Regions from separate parts of the Mus musculus genome. Here region 2 is linked to region 1. A link is a contact called in public HiChIP or PLAC-seq data. All regions are on one chromosome and are shown on one strand. The core of a region is the stretch at or near the end of the contact, and the rest is flanking DNA. Distances in the headings are between cores, read along the strand shown.

Region 1 (7,101 bases), core at 2,204-4,703:
CCATGAGGGGGACCATATTGCAAATCTGGGGGTTTGGAGGGAGAAGTTGGATGCTCTTAGCCCAAACTGAAACAGGTGGAGGCAGAGAACAGCCCCACCCTGGGATAACTGAGGCGCGAGTTCTTTGAAAAATTGCAATCAGAGACGGTTCCAGAGTTAAACCCAGGTCTGAATCCTCTCTTGACCATTTGAAGAGACACGTCTTTCAGGGGGTGACACTTCCTTTGTCTCCAGGCACTAGGGCCTCCGGATGATCAAACAGGTTCTGTTCCACAGGAGGAGCATATGATCCAGTCTGTGGTGTCAGAGCAGGGCGAGAGTGCTGTTGCTTCATCTCTGTTTCTTAGGCAGGAAAAGGGTACACCTCTAAACCTGCCCAACCTGCGAGAAGTGTGAGCTTAATTTGAGCCTGTTGTTTCCTCGGTAGCCAAATGCAGGGGTAGTTTGAACACAGGATTTGTATCCGCCCTCCCAACAACATGAACTCTTACTCTCGGTGTTCTTATTTTATCTCCATATAAGCAGCAGGGTTGATTGTATTCCTAGTGCATTTGATTTTCTTGTTTTCTGGCTTTCCCATGTTTTCATCTCTTACTCTCATTGGCATCATGTGTTGACTCGTTGGCTCCCCACAGACTGCCACAGTATCCAGGTTCTGGCCTCAGCCCTGCCCTTCTCCATTCTTACAATCTCATGGCAGGTACGTTGGAACATCCACTACCTGCAAATGGTACACACTTGCACTTTCAACTTTGACCTCTCCTCAGAAGTTACTCGTTTGCAATTGCCTACTTGATACCACAGCACAAATGTCTAATCTCAGCTGTAGGAAAAACCCATTTTGTCCATAACATCTTCCTTCCTGGGTATTGCTCTATTTAAGCCAATGGCAAAGCAGTCCATTCTTACTTTCCAAGGATCCAGGAGTAATCTTTGATCCCCTCACATACTACACCCTATCCATCCAGAAGTGTGATCCACTCTCTAAACCATCTATGATAGCTCCCCCATCTGTTTAACTCTCACTACTTTGATCCATGTCATTATCTCTTTTTAGCTGGCTATACTATATTCCGAAGACCCATTTCTGTGTTTGTTTTTAGAATGCAATTTCCACCCAGCAGCCCAAAGTGATTTATTTTTTTAAAGCCATGAATCACATCACTGCTGGCTGAAATCTCCTAAGGCTGCCCATCACACAGAGAAGGTTCTGTAGCTTGCCCCAGCTTGTGAGGAGCTGCTTTCCCACCCAAAGTGTTTAGCGTCAGCAGGTTCCGCCCATATTCTCTCAGCTGCTCTGGCACGCCAAGCTCGTGCTGTATCAAGCATTCTTGCTGACAGTTCTCTTTTCTTGATCCTAACTGCGATATTGAAACCAGCCTCGAGATCCTTTCTAGAGTGGTTCAGTCACTCTGGATCATGTAATTGTGCAAATCTTCTGCACAGCGCTGGCCACCACATGGAATTTTTCTTATTCCATTTTTATCAAAATTGCACTATTACAGTCCAGGCTTCATGGAATTTCTCCCCATCTCTCTTCTCTGTTTATATAACCTTTCATGCCTACTGCATACTAGGTTCTTGATCCATGTTCACAAAATGAATGGGTAGACTACAGATACAGATGTTATAACGTCCTGTCAGTTTTACTCAAGTACCGAGAAAGATTCCCAAGAGACAGAAAAAGGAGAAAGCCATGTAGATGAGGAACAGGAACTGGAAGTAAAACCCACCAGCTTTGGTGGGAGTTTTGTGACATTCTATGCATATAGTAAACTCAGCTTAGCGCCTGGTCCAGTTCTCATGTCCTCCCTGTGCTCCGAGGGTACCTTCACTTAACAATCCAGGAATGCAGTGGTGGGTTTGAATAGGGCACACTCTGTGGTCCTTCAGGAGTGGTGCTTGAATTTCACTGCAGGCTCATGTAGTCAAAAGAACGCAGCACAGTGTTTCTATTTAAGATACTTGAACCGGGGTAAATTCCTAAACTCTCTGTGCTAGAACTAACAGTATTCTCTAAAGGACTTGTCCACTAATGGCTAACATTGATGGATGCCTACAGAATGCCAGGGACAACACCAGGAGTTTGAGGCTGTCCTGGTGGCTGTAAACCAAGCTGTTCAGGAGACTAGGATAGAAGGAAATCAAGTTCGAGGCCTGCCTGTACTACACAATGAGACATCATCATAAACAAACAAACAAACAAACATACATACAAACAGTAGAAAAAGGTCTACAGATATTCAATAATAGAGTCCCTGCCTAGTATGTTCAGGGCCCTAGCGTTATTCGATAACAAACAAATAGAAAGAAATAAGGAGGGGATAAAGAAGAGAAAAAAATAGAGTTTTATATGAATGACTTTAAAAAAAAATCCATAGCTGTAATTAGTGGGATGGTCTCCGTCATGAAGATGAGGAATCTGTGCCACCTCAGATGGGCTCAGTGGCCTGATGGAGACCCTCACAGCTTTAAGCAAATATGAAGGAGCTGGGGAGGTGGGGTTTCTGCCAACATGAGCATGTGTTATCTGTCTTTTTTTTTTTTTAGGAGAGAATTGCCAAAAGCCATGGTTCCCAGTGTGGGTTCTGTACCCCTGGTATTGTCATGAGTATGTACACACTGCTCCGAAACAAGCCTGAGCCTACTGTCGAGGAGATCGAGAATGCCTTCCAAGGTGTGGACCTTTAGGCGCAGCCCAGGGAGTGGGATGGCACATGGGTCCTGAACAGGTCAAGACAATGACAGTCAAGAATGGGCTGGGAATGCCAGGTGTTGCTCTTCTGAGAGCTCTGGCTATAAAACATGGTAGCCAAGATCTGCTGGGAAGTTCACCTTCTTCTGGTTGACCAGGTTGGTCCCTGCTTCCTGGGATGTCTAGATCCTACCCTTCATGGGGCAACCTTGTCCCAAGACAACCACTGACATTTGAGAAGCTGTCTAGAGCAGTGCTTGTCAACCTTCCTAATATTACGACCCTTGAGTACAGTTCCTCATGCTGTGGTGACTCTCTACTATTTACTATATATACTTTCATTACTATTTCAAAACTGTAAAGTTGCTACTGTTATGAATCATGATGTAAATGGATTTGGAGACAGACTGTTGCCAACGAGGTTGTGACCCACAGGTTGAGAGCTGTTGGCCTCGGATTCTTTCACTTGACTTCCATCAGAACAAGCTTGACCAGGGTGATTGCTGCTCAGGAGGAAGAGAGACTAGATGCTGAGTCATAGCAGATGCTCACTTCCCGATTCATCTCCTGTGACTGGATTATAGCTCTCTATCTAGGGAATTAAATCCAGAAAGTTTCCCACCCATTCAATATCTCAGCCGATTTTTGAGCCCTATGCTTTGTACTATCTGAAGTGTGAAGGACACAGGATAAAAGATAGGAGTCCCTTCCTCCAGAGACTCCCACTCTGAAGAGGGAGCATGACTGGTAATATAGTTTGAGAAGCTCAGTGAGAAGGTGATCAGACACTCTGAAAGGGTCAGGGTGGGCTTGCTCTAGGCATTGTGGGAAGGCACCGGGATGGGTGTTTTAGAGACAGAAATGTAAGCAGGAGCAGGGCCTCATAGGCAGCAGACATAGGAGGTCGAAGGTCAAGCACATGCAGCAAAGTCATAAGTCCTCATCCCCTGGAAGGGACGTTAACTTTACAGCTTTCCCCTTGGCCTGCAGGAAACCTCTGCCGCTGTACAGGCTATAGACCCATCCTCCAGGGATTCCGGACCTTTGCCAAGGTAAGTGGGGCCCTGGAGTGGGCACAGCCTGCCCCTAAATCAGGAAACTGCAAAAAGCACAACTGGGAGGATGCCAAGGACCTTAGGTCTATTGGGAGGAAGAATGAAGCAAGCCAGTGTAGTGAGCCCTCCTCCTAGGTAATATGTGCTAAGGCAAGCAGACGCTACCTTCTTATCCCTGGTGTGAAATTTCCTGCTGGCAAGGCCTGCAGCTCAGATTCTCTGGAAGATGTGCACTACCCAAGTGTTACCTTCCTACAATGCCTGGAGACTTGGCCACTTTCCTTGATGATTGGCAGGCTCTGCTTGCACAGGTACCGAATGTGGCATTTAACAGCATCCCTGCCTGGCTCAGCCTCATACCCCTCCTCCTTCCTTCTCTTAGCTGCTGTCACAGTTGGCACTCTGCTGGCCTCGTGGAGCTGATAATCAGATCTCCAGACAGTTTGTGAACCACTTCAGAGTTCATAAACCTCTAGTCTGAAGCCATAGCTCGGTGTGTGTTCACTGGTGGTGTAAACACAGACACACACACCCGCTATGTGGTGAGGGTAGAATGTTGGCCTCTCTGCTCTTGAATTATCCACTCCAGTTTTTACCTGACTCCTCAGCTGGGTTAAGAGGATTCTAACTTCAATCAAACTTTCTCATCATGGTTTGATTGCGGGTCTGCGGAGAGTTAGGCCGTGGAGTTCCTCACTAACCTTTAGGGCAAGCACATCAGGAGAAAGTGTTGGGTTTCTGTAACTCGGGAAGGCTGAGTGAAGGTGGTGATCCAGCAATCCGATCATGAAGTAGGAGCTATGCAATTAGGTAGAACTGATGGAAATGGTGGATCATGAGTCAAGGATTATAATAGCTACCGTGCAGTGTTTATAAAACTTAAGTTGGGAGGTCTATACGGTGGGAATCTATGCTGGGATTTGCAAACAAGGCTTTCCCATGAAGCAACGTGTCTTGACTCATGCCAGATGCACTTACTGTTGAGTAAGGGAAATTCTTGTAGTAGACCAAGGAGACCTGGAGGGAGGAAGTGCAAGTCCGTTCAGGAATGCATTGTGGATGCCAGTATGAGTTGTCTTAACTTGGTTGTTAAGCACAAAAGAGAAAAGGTTATCCCTGGACTGATAGATACTGCTGTGATTTGATAGTTGGGGCCCAAAAGAGCTAGAAGAATCTTAAAGCTTTTCAATCTCTCTAAAGAAGATGATGTCCATCAATACTTTGCCAGAAAGCCCTTAAACAAAGAATGTAAGCCCAGAGCCAAAGTACAAAGATTCAGCAACTTGCTATTTCACGTGTCCTGAAACACAAATGTTGGTGTATTACTCTGAGGAAATAATGTAGTAGTTAGCAAAATGCGGAGGCTGTGGACTATGCTAAATGTTTGGTAAAGAGAATGAAGGAACTTAAACACACACATGCACATGCAAACACACACACACACACACACACACACACACACACACACATATCAGGAATAGATTGCTGAGAGATGTCAGCTCTCCTAGTTGAGAGCTTCTACTATATCTGAGTCCAGTAATAAATAAGACTTTGAGAGGAGCAAACACATGATCAGAGTTTGAAAAAAAAAATCAAGTACCACTCACAGAGCTTTTAGGGACAATACCTAGTACAATAGGCCTTCAACAAGTGACACTTTAAGTGATGGTGTTGACACCTGTCTTCTCTTATCTGACATATGCTCTTCATGAACTGCCCAGGCTTCTCTGAGAAGCAAGGATTGTTGATCTTGTCTCGTGCACACATCTTAGGGTCCTGCTTAAAGATATACAATCTAGCCCCGAGAGTGCTTCAAAAGAGACCAATGTCAGCAGCTCTCCTCTCCTCCGGGTCTCCTGGACTGAGTGCATGATCTCAATGTGGAGTACTCTATCCCTCTCAACCCAGTCCTTCCTGAGTTGAGAGGAGAGCTCTAAACAGCCTGAAGGCCTGGCACTGAGCAAGCATGTAGAAGTGCCTTCATGTTCCTTCCCTGGAGCCTCTGGGATTCTTATTTAGAGACTGTTTACTTTTGTCCCTGGATGTATCAAGCTTGGATTTCCTATTTTCTCATATACATCACATGGCTAATGAAGCTTGAGCAGATTCTGGTAGAGCTGGGCACATGGCTGACATAAAGAATGACTGTGTGTGTTTACCAGAGAGGAAGTGGAAGGATAAGCCATTAGAACAGGCGGAAGCAGGATTTCCATTTTCCACTATGGTGTGTGAGGGGTGCAGATGTTTTCAGTCCATGCAAAGCCAGACAACTGGAAGGTAACAACTCTACTCTGATTCTTTGTGGGGAGGGAAGTTAGAGGACCAGCTGCTGTTCCTCAGGTAGAAGATAGACAGCGAAGTCCAGACAATCACAGGCACAAGAAGGAATATATGAAAGGGAAGAGAAAATATTATAATTATAGTACAATCTCAAAAAAAATATTGAAAAGAGCAGAAACATATAGATGTTGTACCAGAGTTTCTTCTTCTCTTATCATATCATATCATATCATATCATATCATATCATATCATATCATATCATATCATATCATATCATATGTCTACCAAACTAGGAAGAAGATAAATTTTCAACTTCAGACTCCTCCAACCACCTTGACTCATCTAAGGAAGGAATAGACTCCAGAAAGGTCCTTGTGACATTCATAGTATAGGGGCAGACTCACATATTGACAGAAGTCCTTTTATTCAGTACAGGTATACTGACAGAGGTCTTTTAATTCAGTACAACATATCTTCTCTCCAGTAAAAATAAACATCACAATACATACACAGGGCAAACACAATTTGAAGAGAATGAACATACAACAGGATTGGAGTTGATACGACAGAGGTGTTAGAATGATAGAATCACGACTTTATAAAAATAATATAATTGCTAAAGGTCTTAATGGAAAAAATAGACATGCAGTAATAGATAGGTAATGAAACACTAGCATCAAAGCCACTATAACAGAATGAAGAATGACCTTGCTGGGCTTATTTGTGGCGTTAATGTTCAGGAAAGCAGTTCTGAGACTGAGGATATGAAAATGCAGACTCCTAGAGCCAACGGGCAAAGAGAAGAGATGAGAAGGAGATTATAAACCAGGAGACCAAGAACTATGGAACCACAGGAGTGTAACATGCATGTGAGGGGGAAGCCAGAAGAAGAGGAAAACAAGAGGCAGGAGTAATATTTCAACAATATGAATGAGGATTTCCTCAAATGGATTTTTGAGTCCAAACCACATAACTAGGAATTTCAGAGGACACCAAGGTGGACCAGTGTCAAAAAGAACAAAATAAAACACCAAGAACTGAACTAAGTGAAACGAAATCAACAGAACCCT
Region 2 (7,101 bases), core at 2,212-4,711, 330 kb before region 1:
TAAATACAAGGTGACAGAGACAACCCCATGTTGTTTGCTTTTTCAGCCCGAGGAGTCCCTTAATACTTTGGGACCTCATTTTGGCTTTAATGCTAAAAAAGAATTTCAGGACTAGTCAGTGTAATGAAATAGACTTGGTGATTTTATTAAAAGATTCTAAGATATGCTCTTATGTATGATGGTTAAGGAGAAAGAGGTGCTCAGAAAGACATACTAAATGTAATTATACTTCCTAAGACAGAATAGGGGAAAGTGATTGTCTGCCTGTCTGTTCATCTGTCCATCCATCTGTCCATCCATCCAGAGTGCTGGGTGATCAGTGACCACCCAAACCACCCTGAGCTTCCAAATTCATGTCATGGTCAAGAAGAATTTGGACAAGGATATTTGAACAAGAAGTGAGCTGAGCAAATGTAGACTTATTTAGGAAAAAGGAGGAAGAAATGAGGATGGGAGAAGTTCCAAGAGATACCAGTGGGCTGCTCTCCCCAGTGGCCTTTTAAGGGCCTTAGGCAGAACTGAATGGAACCTGAAGTACAATCTTTATTGAGACTGGTTATTATTATTTTTTAAATCATAGAATCATGCTGACATTGTTGTTACAAGTATTTTGCTTGTATATATGTAAGTTTATCATGTGTGCAGTTCCTACGTAGGCCTGAAGAGGGCACCGGATCCTCTGGAACTGAATTTACATGTGGCTGTGAGCTATCAGATATGGGTGCTGGGAACGGAACTGAGGCCCTCTGCGAGAATAGAAAATGCTTTAAACCACTGAGACATCTCTCCGGCCTGTCCTGAGACAGGTCAGTTTTGAGCTTATTATAGGTCATGCCCAATCTCGGGGGAGAGAAATCGTAGTCTGTCTTCCATTCCATCTTCAAAATTACATTTGTTTATTTATGTGTATGTGTGTGGGTTTCACATGCCGTAGTGTGTATTTAGAGATCAGAGGATATCTTGTAGGAGTTGATTCTCTTTAACCACATGGGTCCTAAGGATTAGACTAGGTCGTCAGGCTTGCTGATAAACACCTTTCCCTACAGAGTTATCTCACTGGCCTCCTTTTTTTTTCCTTTTTAAAAACAAGTTTAAAAGGTGGCTGTGGAGATGCCATAAGTAAAATTATACTATGATAACGTAAGACCAGAGGCCACTAGGGCTGCCCATGTGTGTGCATGTTCCTGTGCCTGTAAGTTAGATACTGAAGCTCTGTAGCTGAAAAGGGAGAAAGGCTGTAAGCAGTTGTTGGTTGTGTTGAAATGCTTGTTTGTTGGTGAGAGCCGTTGACTAGAGAGTTCCATCCTTGGGATTTGATTTAGCTCATTATGGATAGGCTTAAATGGGGGGGTGCATTTACTTAGAGTTAATGAGAATTGTGTGTGGAATTCTAGGAAAGGGTAGAGGTTTTCCCAAGAAAGGACTTACCCTCACTTCTCTCCTCCTGTGAGGTTTTCTAGATAGGCCATATGTTAGGCCTGGTCCCAGGCACCTTGGGTGGTTTTGGATTGCATTAGCCTCCTAGAGATCTTGGAGTTTGCCTCTCTTTTCCTGTGGCTTTGTAGTCTGCCCCACTCCACTTTTTTTTTTTTTTTCCTTTGCCATTGAATTGAATGCCAGACCTATATAAGTTAGTTGAAAAAAAAACTTTGCTTGTAGCCGGGCAGTGGTGGCGCACGCCTTTAATCCCAGCATTTGAGAGGCAGAGGCAGGTGTTTTTCTGAGTTCGAGGCCAGCCTGGTCTACAGAGTGAGTTCCAGGACAGCCAGGGCTACACAGAGAAACCCTGTCTCGAAAAACAAAACAAAACAAAAAAATTACTATGCTTGTATTTGATGTTTTGTGCATAGCCTACTTTTTACTTAATAGACTTTAAACAATTGGGCCTTTTCTGAATTTTTCTGTATGGCAGCTATTGAAGAAGAATTGAGAAAATTAAAAAGGATAACTTATTTTAAATTATGTGTCTGTGTGAGGGTGTGTGCATATGAACGCTGGTGCTTGTAGAGGCCAGAAGTGGGCATTGGATTCCCTGGTGGTTGTGAGCCATCTATCCTGTGTGCACAGAACTCAGCTCTAGTTGTCTGTAGCAAGCACTCTTAACCACTCTTACTGCCCCACTGGTATGTTTATAAAAAGAGAGAGAGAGAAAGAGAGAGAGAGAGAAAATATGAATATGTTCTATGGATGTGTGGTAGGTATGGGGGACCAGCCACATGATGGTATAGTGTAGAATAGAGTTTATTCAGGACATGGGGAGGGGAGTTAAGAGGGTAGTAGAGGCAGAGAAAGGCAGAGAGAGGGAGTAGAGAAATAAAGGTGTGTGTGTGTGTGTGTGTGTGTGTGTGTGCGCGCGCGCGGGGGGGGGGGTGGGGTGGGGGGAGGGTGTAGGGAAGGGATGGGGGAAGAGAAGAGCCCAAGAGGGCAAGAGAGGGAGGAGAGGGCAAACAGCCCCCTTTATAGTGGGTCAGGCCTACCTGGCTGTTGGCAGGTAACTGTGGGAAGGAGCTTAAACAGAATGCTAACACCGGTCCCCTACAGTTTTGATGTCTTGTTCATATTCTAGGCTGACCTTGAATTTGGGGCACTCTTCCTGTGTCAGCTTTTAAGTACCAGTGTTACAAGTTTTGAGCCATCATACCTGAGTACTTAGTTATTGTTGCTTAATTGTTGAATTTTCTGATGCTGGGGAATTGAAATCAGAATCTTGTGTATGCTGAGCAAGGATATTATATATATTACCAGTCTTCTTTTCATAAGGATGTTGTCACCAGTAGCTGGCTGAGGACTATTTTGTTCTACCCAGATAGAAGTTGTGTGTAGGAAAGGGGAAATTCTTCAAATGCTGGTCTCTAAGCAGCCTTTTTTTTTTTTTTTTTTTTTTTTTTTTGCATTGGTGTTTAGTAACTGCAAGCTTTGCCAGTAAGGTAGCAGAAGCCAGAGGTACCCTCTAGGGTTCTAGTCCTCCAGTTTCTGGGTATTGGAATCCTTAGCCCTATAAATGTTATAGGCCCTGTGTAGGCCTTAACTACTAAGTAGTCGTTGGTATAACCCCTCAGCATGGGCAATGAAGACTTACTACAATTCTGTGGGAACCTGCTAACCTGCAGTATCTGTTGATTACTTCTGCACACACACTTTTGATCCTTCATATGCATAATCCTCTTGTCACATATGCTCTCCTTCTGCTTTCTTCTTCCTTCCCGTCCATTTGAACTGTTTGTTCAGTTGCTTCTAAAGTTGTCAAGGAGCCGTGTGTCCGTAGTGTCCCCCTGCCCCCACTCTGGTGCATGCTGGGATATTTGGGAATAGTTTGGGTATGAATTCAGGCCTGGGGAAGTGGGGATGGGTTGTGAGCTGGGCCGTTTGGGAGCCACCCAGAAGTCAAGAGCACAGGCCAGGACTGCCACTCTGCAGGACTACAGCTGCTTCTTCAGCTGTTTAAGCCTCTTCATCTGTGGGGCTTTCATTGTCAGCACCACTGCCATTCTGCTGTTTCTGCTCGCTGCTGCTGCTACTGCCCCTGCCTCTCTCCTCTCCCACCTCCCTCTGGCGACCAGTTCAGCCACATTACTGAAAGTAGGCAAGAAAGACCATTTAGAGAAGCATTTTATTGCGCCTAATGCTGCAGTTTTAGGGGAAGCAGCACAGGAGAGTGTCTCCCAGCTGGCTCACTCAGTGAGCCTGACCAGCTTTATAGAGCCCCAGAAGCCGCCTTTGCACCCATCATCCCCTTTGTTTTGGGTCATTCACATCCACTTGTTTGAACATTATCTCTTTGTACTCATCATAGCCACTGAGTTGAACCAATCACCTCTCTGAGGGAAAAGTGCTTCCTTTTGGCCAAAGTGGAAATGATTTCAAGGTCATCTAGATTTCACTCAGGACTGTGAAAGGAAAAATTTGGTGCAAACTGTTTCACACAATTTTGGCTGGGGCTGTGCCTTCAGGAGCCAAGGCAGTCAGCTGCAGTCTGCTTAGTTGTCTCAAGGTATCCATGGAATGTTGAGGATGGCTGTAGCTGGCAAAAGAGTAGTCTGGCTGGCTGTTACTCTAATAGTCTTTTTTCCCAAGACAGAAAGGGTAATGAGGGAGAATACAGCACCTGCTAACCAAGGAGTCCAGTTGCCCATCCCCAGTGCCTTTCTTTATGGTATTAACAGTCTGAAGACAGGGCTGGGGCTGGGGGTGGGGAGTGCACCCTTTGATCTCAGCACTCAGGAGGCAGAGGCAGCTGGATGAGACTGTCCTGGTCTTCCAGAGCAAGTTCCAGGACAGCCAAGGGAACAAATATAAACCAAAAGCAAAAACAACACACAAACTCAAACAGTATAAAGATAAAGAACTTAAACTAATACTGGTCGTAATCTTTTTTTAGGTTTATTTTATGTGTATTGGTGTCTTCAAGAGCAAACAAGTTCTAACAACTGAGCCATCCTCCAGCCCCACTAGTAATGATTTAATAGTTTACTAAGTAGTATACAGGGAAGGGTAGGTTCTCCTCAGACCTTAATACAAAATAGTCTCTAATTATGCATGGACTTTACAATTTAAATGTATACTTTGTGTAGTTTGGTATAGTAGACCCATGTTCATGCTTGTACTCTGCTGATAGTAAACAGGATAGTTAGGAAGGCTGTAATTAATGTGTTTAAAAGTTGCTTTGATGTCCACAGATGGAAACTGCTACCAAACCAAATGCTGGTGGTTTTAATTACACTTTCCTTACCATGAAATCCTGCCGTGAGTGCTGTAGTGCTAACTATGGGATTGTTAGCTTGTACTGCATTTTTAGAGTGAATATGTAGATAAAAGTTGTACAAACTCTGACCATTAAAAATGCACTTTTTTCATCTCTAAACATAGATCCATTTGCCTACAAATGAATAGATGAGCAGACATCCTTGTTTGATCTTAGAGTAACAGAACTCAGGTCATAGCCGGTAAATATGGTGGTAGCCATGGATTTGCCACATGCGTGTTTGCCTTATTTAGGACAGTCACTTTCCTTAACAGAATTTGAAGAACAATGGACAGTGACTTTTAGCAAGTGGGTCTTGCCTCCCAAGTACGGTAATAAGTGATTATATCTAAAATTTATCTTTAAAAATTTGATGTTTTGAAGCTGGTGAGGCGGCTTAGCAAATAAAGGTCCTTTGTGCATTAGCTTGGTGACCTTGGAACCTATACAAAGAAGGAAGGCAAAACCAACTTCAGAGTTGTCTTTTACTCTTTTTAATCTTTTTCTTTAAGATTTATTTATTATTACATGTAAGAACATTGAAGCTGTCTTCAGACACCCCAGAAGAGGGCATCAGGCCTCATTACACATGGTTGTGAGCCACCAGTGGTTGCTGGGATTTGAACTCAGGATCTTTGGAAGAGCAGTCAGTGCTCTTAACTGCTGAGCCATCTCTCCAGCCCCCCAAAGTTGTCTTTTAAACAAACATACTTTCTCTCTCTCTCTCTCTCTCTCACTAAAAATTTAAAAATTGAAAGATTTGAGGATATTTAGATAAGTTTTAAAATTTTTATTCAGATTTTTGCTGCTACTAGATAGAAATACAAATTATTTTGTATATTTAACCTTGCTTTTTAAAATTGGAGTTTTAAATTTTTATCTTATATGTTTTACCTGCCTGTATATATGCATGTGTACCAAATGTGTGCTTAGTGCCTACAGAGATCAGAGGAGGTCATCAGGTCCCCTAGAGCTGGAGCTGTGGATGGCTGGGAGCCACTAGCTTTGTATTTCTTTTTTTTTTTCTTTTTGATTTTTCGAGACAGAGTTCTTTGTGTAGCCCTGGCTGTCCTGGAACTCACTCTGTAGACCAGGCTGGCCTCGAACTCAGAAATCCGCCTGCCTCTGCCTCTCGAGTGCTGGGATTAGAGGCATGCGCCACCATGCCCGGCGTGGACAGTGCTCTTAACCCCTGGGCCATCTCTCCTGCCCTTTCCTTTTTTCTATATGCTAATTTTATAAGGCTTTTAAGGAGGTTATCTGAATCTAGTTTCTCCTTCCACCCAAGTCTCCTACATTACTTTCCCTCCCTCATTGGTGCATCTTGGTTCTATGCCCAAGAGTCTGATCTTCCACACTTTGGTTTCCCTTCCCCCCTTCCTCCACGCCTCCTTCCTTCCTGTCTCTGAAGCAGTGTCTCTCTGTGTCCTCTAAGCTGGCCTTGAGTCCACTATTATTCTGCATAGGCTACTTTGTGATAGGATTGTAGACACATGCTACAATGTACAGTTTCTTGATCTATTTTAATATTTGCTGCCATCATTTGTCCATTGACCACTCTATCATTCGCTTGACCATTTTAAATGACTCTCAGATCTATGATTTGTTCTCAGTTCCTCTTCCTGCCCCAATGACTTTTACTCTTTACCACCGGAGCATTTATTATCTAGGATTACATACTATATTTATTTTGTCTAAAATCAGTCTTTTTTAAAATTTATTTCATATTTGATGTGTATGGTGTATGGTGTGGCTGTTTTGCCTGGATGTGTGCCTGTGTACCATGTGAGTGCAGTGCCATGGAAACGGAAAGAAGTGTTAGGTCCCTTGGGGCTGGTATTACAGTTTTTAGCTTTTTTATGGGCATTGGGAACCAAATCCAGGTCCTTGGACGAGCAACCAGTGCTCTTAACTGATGAGCCATCACTCCAGTCCCCAAGTCTTCATCTTAGAGCAGTCTTTGCATAGGTAATATCTACAACATCATTGATATCTAACTAATTTAACTAGATATAATTATTTAACGAAATAGTCTCTGTCAGCACTCTAGAGGTGGTGGTACCAGGGAGTATGGAGCCAATAAATGAGGAGAGACTAAAGTCTCATGCAATAGCCAACTTTATTCAGAGCATCAGGTAATTAATACTCTGAGGGTTAAGAAAAACCACCTGAGTAAAGTTCTCATGAGTTTAAGCTGTATATAATCGCAAGGACAAGCTGCATGTGGCAAAACATGTTTGCCATAGAGGCATATAGAGGATAGTTTAAACATTTGATTGAATAGCAGCAGCAAATAATAATGAGAAACCTGAAGTAAACTCACTTCTATCTGCTACATCTGGGAGAAACAAAAACAAAAA

What was found. HiChIP or PLAC-seq counts read pairs in DNA pulled down with a chosen protein or histone mark.
Region 2: an H3K27ac HiChIP or PLAC-seq map of microglia shows a contact between it and region 1, with 4 times the contacts expected there. The contact joins two enhancer-like sites. A contact is called at or near these places in 3 of 39 promoter capture datasets (the C10 cell line and liver), 1 of 15 datasets of contacts at CTCF or cohesin (the NIH/3T3 cell line), 1 of 115 datasets of contacts at active chromatin or transcription factors (microglia) and 1 of 9 other capture datasets (adipose tissue).

The regions. Positions count from the first base shown.
Region 1 is chr17:73,931,448-73,938,548 of GRCm38.p6, reverse strand. It overlaps Xdh (xanthine dehydrogenase), which reads left to right. Exons shown (of 36, transcript NM_011723.3): 5 at 2,551-2,677; 6 at 3,686-3,747. It also overlaps the pseudogene Gm18068. Among named protein-coding and RNA genes, the nearest start is that of Xdh, 15 kb to the left of the region's middle. Within about 2 kb of position 3,453, at least 30 of the 459 cell types and tissues checked have an H3K27ac peak or open chromatin away from gene starts, as enhancers often do. A contact at or near this core is called in adipose tissue and microglia, where this site is marked.
Region 2 is chr17:74,261,616-74,268,716 of GRCm38.p6, reverse strand. The region is part of intron 1 of Memo1 (mediator of cell motility 1); the gene reads left to right. Gm52299 (a long non-coding RNA gene) reads left to right here. Exons shown (of 2, transcript XR_003952320.1): 2 at 1-426. Among named protein-coding and RNA genes, the nearest start is that of Gm52299, 11 kb to the left of the region's middle. Within about 2 kb of position 3,461, at least 120 of the 459 cell types and tissues checked have an H3K27ac peak or open chromatin away from gene starts, as enhancers often do. A contact at or near this core is called in adipose tissue and microglia, where this site is marked.